Regions from separate parts of the Anas platyrhynchos genome. Here region 1 is linked to region 2. Evidence: chromatin contacts called from public Hi-C data. All regions are on one chromosome and are shown on one strand. The core of a region is the stretch at or near the end of the contact, and the rest is flanking DNA. Distances in the headings are between cores, read along the strand shown. Region 1 overlaps SH3GL3 (SH3 domain containing GRB2 like 3, endophilin A3). Region 2 overlaps SH3GL3 (SH3 domain containing GRB2 like 3, endophilin A3).

Region 1 (2,865 bases), core at 339-2,838, 36 kb after region 2:
CCATATTGCCTGTATATTCAGTGCAAGAAGGATAGTGAAGAAAATTGTACTCTGTATTTTTCTGTTCCTTTATTTTAACTGACATTTTTTATTAATTGTTCTGATCATGTGAGTGGGCCGTGATTTACTGTGACTGATTATCCTGTCTTGCCACCTCTCTCTGCCAGCCTAAGGCTGTTTATTATAGAGGCGGAATGTGATTGTTGAAGAAAGCTATTCAGGGCAATCACAGAATGATCTCAAAAGTGCCTTAAAATGTTGAGTGCCATATTCCACTATGGAAAAAATATAAGATGCTGAGGAACATATTTTAACCTTTAAAGTTAGGTTTTTCAGTGCTTTTGTTTACAAAATGACAATTCAAAAGAAAGCCAGGCAGTCTCTGTCTGAGTCTGATTCCAATAGACTTGGGTAATAAGCAAGTTAATTCCCTGATGAAATGCAGAAAAGAAAGTTGTTTTATTTATTTACATGTATGTAGAAAGCAGAGCAAAAAGCTAGTAATAATGCCTTGATGTCTATAGCTGTCTCCTATGATACAGAATTGTTTTCAGTTGTCATTCTTCTCCACTGATAAAAAGAAATTTTTTGATGTTAGCTTTAATGAGCATTTTGTACTGTCACTTTGAGTCCGTTCTATAAGTCTGTCAATCCCATGATTTTTGGCAACAGAAAAACTTGTATAGTGATGTCAGTTAGAAGTGTCAGGTTGACACCTAACAAAGAAAGCAAGAACATAAGATTTGTTGGAATACTGCTTATGGAATGAGAAGGGAAAATAACTCTGACTGTTGGCTGTCATATTGCATATAATTCAAGAGGTGAAATTAATTTAAGTATAGAACACAGGGGGCACTTTTGGATTTTCTAAATTAGAAGCAGGATCCAATGTTAGGCGTTGCACATTTAATAAACTCCATCCCATGATCTAGGTGCCTAAAATTACCAAATCAGGGTAGCCAGTTCCCCAGGTCCTACCAGATGACTATTTAAAGTCTACACAACTTAAAATTTAATTCACGTATGCAGTCCCAGACGTACCTGATGCTTCTTAGATCAAAGGGATGGACTGGATAATCTCTGAGCTTGGCATTTCTTTTGATTCTGCATATCCCTGTAATTGCATCCAACTGAAACTTCCTTAAATCACTATGTGTTTGTATGGGCCTGTCCCATTTGGACCTCCACCTAAATGTTCTGTCTTATTTAGCATCATTTGAAGAAACTAGAAGGTCGTCGTTTGGATTATGATTATAAAAAGAAACGTCTTGGAAAGATACCAGATGAAGAAGTTAAGCAAGCAGTAGAAAAATTTGAAGAGTCAAAGGAACTAGCTGAAAGAAGCATGTTCAATTTCTTAGAAAATGATGTAAGTCTGTCCTGCTTTTTTGTTTGCTGCAGTATATCCAGGTGGGAAATGTGTGTGGGGTTGGATAAAGTTTGACCCATCCTTCACAGGCAACAAGGACTGAAGGCAGAGAATGTACCTTTTTCCTTGTCTCTGAGAGGAACGTTATGTACAGCAGTGCATGGGAGTACTCAAGAATTCAGCAAGGTCTTCTGGAGATACAATTGCGCAGACAAGGTTGACACAGACATCTCATGTAGCTTTATTATCTATGAGCAATGAACTGCCTGAGAGCAGAATACAGGGAGATCAGGAGGAAGGAGAAGCCAGTCGCAGACCAGCTGCTTAAAGCATGAGCAAGAGATATGTACCCAGTGCTAAGAGCACTGAGTGCAGGAGCAGCTCACTTAACACACAAAACTTTGCTGCTGCTTTGAAGGATCTGGATAATTTTGGCTCTAAAAATCACAACTATAGCTTGGCTGTAAATATTGCTGCATAGAGCTTATGTGGGTTATGCTGAAGTACTTGGACATTGGCTCAGATTTGAAGTCCACCATGAAATTATGTCTTAAAAATGAGCAACTGTGGTGATTTGTGATAATCCTTTCTTCAGTGCTTATACAGCAGAATAGCAGGATGTGCTATCCCATATAGTCATAGAATTATATGAAAAGAGAGGTGGAAGGGTGCTTAAAAGGACATTTTGCTATCTGTAAGTAGGACACACAATATTAGTTTCTTTCTTACGAGTGGGTGTCAGGTTTTTTGTTTGTTTTATTATTTGGAATATGAAAGACAAAAGAAATTACTTGGTTTTGCAGAGATTTCTCTGTTAGACAGTATTAGCCCCAGTCAAGTTAAAACAGAAATAGGAAGACAGGGTCTATTCCAAAACTTTCTGTTCTGTAGATACGTTATCACAGAAACCATGCTTAAAAAGCAAGAAATGTGCTGTCTCCTGGGAGCAAACTGCAGAAAGGGGGAGCTGTTAAGTGGGACCATTTACCTGCAGACAACTTCTGTCTCTGACTACCTGTGTAATGGCCAGCTACAAACTAGCCAGTAGCTCTTAAACTGCTTGTGAGTGGGACACATTCATTACAGCAGTGCATAAGTCCATAACCCCTTGCTGTTATACCAGAACAAGTTATATTAAGGCTGCAAAAAATTAACATCTTCTATCAACAATTTCAGCACGCTCTTCCATGGTAGACTCTACCAGTTGGCCAGCTGTGGTGTATGCATTTTATAGTTCTTCTTTGCATAAGCAGCTGAGAAATGTTTCAGACATTTATCATTAGCCAAAGCACCAAAGCAAAGATGAAGCAGTGTATGGAATAGTGACTTACCTAAGCCACAAGATCAGGAACAACTGACTAGTATAACTGATTCTGCCTTTGGGAGGGAGGTGAAGTGGTTGTCCCTTTGATGTCTTTCTCCTCTTTCTATTGTTTCTGTTTAAAGAAAACTGTGCTGTTTCTCTTCCATTTGCCATGCTGACCCAATTTCTCTCC
Region 2 (2,959 bases), core at 374-2,873:
TCTGTTTTCCTGTTTTCGATCTGAAACCTTTTGATGTAGGCGGGTGTATCTCTGCCTACTGTTTTTGTAGGCCTTGTTCTCATGGTGGCTGTGCATGTGGGATACCCAGATGGTGGGAGGACGGCATCTTCTGATGCGTACTAGGAGTATTTTTAGTGTGATTTTCCTGTGTAGAAAAACAGTAAGTGTAGAGAGTGAATAAAAAATTCTTAATAGTCAGCAGCTGCTATTATTGTTTGTGCTGTGCTCTTAAACTACAGCCCGGCTGGTATCTCAGTGTGATGATACGTGATTTTTTTCCAAGTAGTCAGAGGCTAGTGGGTTGAGAACCTCCTTCCCCTGGGGTGTTTTGGAAGCTCAGCCATGATGCTGGTGTCGGAAATCTGTTGACTATGAATGCTTTTTTTTTTTATTATTTTAAATAATTAGTTGTGCAAAAAGTCTCTGTATAGCTGCAGTCTCAGTATCAACAACTCCAGCTTAGCTTCTCAGAGATACTAAAAATTAATACTTCTGTAAGAAATGTGACTGCCTGTTACTGCAAATACCTTATTTGTAATATAAGCCTGAGCAGGGATTGTTAGTCAATGCAGATTGGTTTCTTAAACCTGTTCCTGTCAGTGAAGAAGGATAAGGTAGTGCTGTTCAGGAGCTGATTGTACTGTCTATAGATAAGCATAGAGATGAACAGATTTCCTAGGCAAAACGTAGTTGTTACAACTTTTTTTTTTTTTTTTTTTTTTTTTTTGTCTTCTGAAAGGGATTTAATTTAGAACAAGAAAATATATGCTCTGTTTGTCTTTCCAAGTAGTCATCTATTTTTAATGTTCTTGAAGGCCTTTTTCTATTGTGTGGTGTTTTCTTTGGTTTGTTTTTGTTTGTTTTCCTGCTTTTGGCTATCACGAACAGTTACAAGGATGCTTGTCCTTTTATCCCAGATTTCTGCTCATAAATCACTCCAGTGATTTATGTGGCATTTGGACTGAAAACCAGATCACATCTGAGACCTTGTTACCCTGATGCAATAGTCTTGCTAGTTGTTTTTTTTTGTTGTTGTTTTGTTTAGTTTTCCTGACTATTTTTGCTTTCTGTAATGTTATGATACTAGCCCAGACATAATATTTACAATTTTTGAAGTCCATTTTGACCGCATTAATACACACAAACTTTATTTACAGAAGCATTTGCTACCAAACAAACTTGAAGTACTTTGGTAAACTGAGGAAGAGACAAACTTTGTACAAAATAAAACTGAACTTGCCATTAAGACACAAAAAGAAACTCTTTATTGACTAGCACGTTTGTGTCCTGGGACTGGAAGTTGTCGACATAGAGTCTGAGAGAAACTGTTCTTTCACATCCAACCTGAAATGGGCATGATGAGTCCAAGACCTCAGCAGAGAGAGCTGTTCCTAGCTTTTATTAAATAATTTGAGGTACCCTTTGGTAAAACTGTTAGAATTATGGTGGTAGGGCAGCAGGGAAAAGGACGTTAACATTTTGTTTATTGTCTGAGATGTTTTGAAATGGATAATTATAATTCTTGCACATGGTTCAGAAAGAAGAATAAACCTTCAGCCACTGTCAAGGACAAAAAAACAAAAACAAAACCCATTCCTTTATGTACATATAGATATCAAGTTGGTCAGTATTGTTCATCTTTATCTGTGTTGTGGCTGGATGCTCCTGTTCTGTAACCCAGTCATTATAAAACTATGCGGTAGATGATACACTGCTCATCTTTAATTCCTCAGATGATGAGAGAAGAAGCTGAGACTCTACGTAAAGCTCTGAAGGCTTGTTGGTACATAGAGTATTTGTTGAGGTGTTTTTGTTGTTGGTCGGTTGATTGGTTTGTATCTTTTTGCTGGAGAGCTTTGTTCCTGCAGAAGGAGAAGTCCTTGCATTACATATTATTTCGAATCAAAACTATTAACCTGATGTTGGGGGGAAACATGCCTCTGTGGCAAAGATCAGCTGTCATTTGTATGTGGCAGGGGGAAGGCATGTACTAAGGGGACAGTAACCTGTACTTCACCCCTCTTCCTTTGGCAGTTCTAGGGGTGGCTCACTTTTGGTTTCCATAGCTGACTTTGGGTTGTGCAGCCAACCCTGCTGAAAATGAAGTTTGTTTCCCAGGACCAGAGTATCTGGCTAATAGGTAGGAAATACGAAGACAGTTCATCATGGCTTGACACTGTTTTTCCATATTAATAATATGTCTCAGAAATCTGGGATGAGGGAGAAACTAGCTCTCAAGATGTAGGTTTATGGTTATATTTACAATTATATTTGTAACTTGCCTACCAGTAAAGCATAACTGTATTAAAAAGAAACTTTGAGAGTTTCAGTACCCAGCCAGCATAGAAGTTAGCAAATACATTTATATGGATCATCTTTGCTGCACCTGGGAATCTAAGAGTGATGCAGCTACAATTTGGGAGGACGTTAGTTATATTTTACGCATAACGTATTTATTTGTGGAAATCTGAATAGCCTTGCAATAGCAAACAGTGCAGCATGATGGAATGGAAGCTGAACTTTCTCCTTGAACGCATCTCCTTTTATAGATTCTTGGCTTTGCTGAAGAGTTTGACACAGGCATCCTGCAAGCTGGAGCTGAGCTGGCACTCCATCCTTAACTCCTGCTGTTGCCTGAGTCACTGCGGCACACGCTGGGTAATACGTTGCAGTGCAGTCTCTTGAGAATCCTGCAATGCTGAAAAACAAACAGACAAGAGAAGCACAGCAATTGCATTGCATTAAGATTTTCTTCAGTATCATTTGCTAAGTGTTACTCCAAGTTGCTTAAATATCCTAAGCAGATACATTTCTACCACAAAGTTGCATTCTGATATAGAATTCAGGACAGCCTCTGTAATATACATCCAGGAGGACAAATTCTGCTTTATATGCTGATAAAAATCTAGGCTGACTCAGTGTAGTGTCTCTTACATAG

What was found. Hi-C and Micro-C count contacts between places; a contact is called where the count stands out from the background.
Region 1: a contact with region 2 is called in a Hi-C map of F5 follicle, with 3 times the contacts expected there. The contact joins two enhancer-like sites. A contact is called at or near these places in 5 of 8 Hi-C or Micro-C datasets (F1 follicle, F5 follicle, liver and 2 more).

What each region holds. Positions count from the first base shown.
Region 1 is chr11:15,424,908-15,427,772 of IASCAAS_PekinDuck_T2T, forward strand. SH3GL3 (SH3 domain containing GRB2 like 3, endophilin A3) reads left to right here. Exons shown (of 10, transcript XM_072043449.1): 7 at 1,211-1,369. Among named protein-coding and RNA genes, the nearest start is that of ADAMTSL3, 38 kb to the right of the region's middle. Within about 2 kb of position 1,589, at least 3 of the 8 cell types and tissues checked have an H3K27ac peak or open chromatin away from gene starts, as enhancers often do. A contact at or near this core is called in F1 follicle and F5 follicle, where this site is marked.
Region 2 is chr11:15,388,833-15,391,791 of IASCAAS_PekinDuck_T2T, forward strand. The region is part of intron 2 of SH3GL3 (SH3 domain containing GRB2 like 3, endophilin A3); the gene reads left to right. Among named protein-coding and RNA genes, the nearest start is that of SH3GL3, 13 kb to the left of the region's middle. Within about 2 kb of position 1,624, at least 5 of the 8 cell types and tissues checked have an H3K27ac peak or open chromatin away from gene starts, as enhancers often do. A contact at or near this core is called in F1 follicle and F5 follicle, where this site is marked.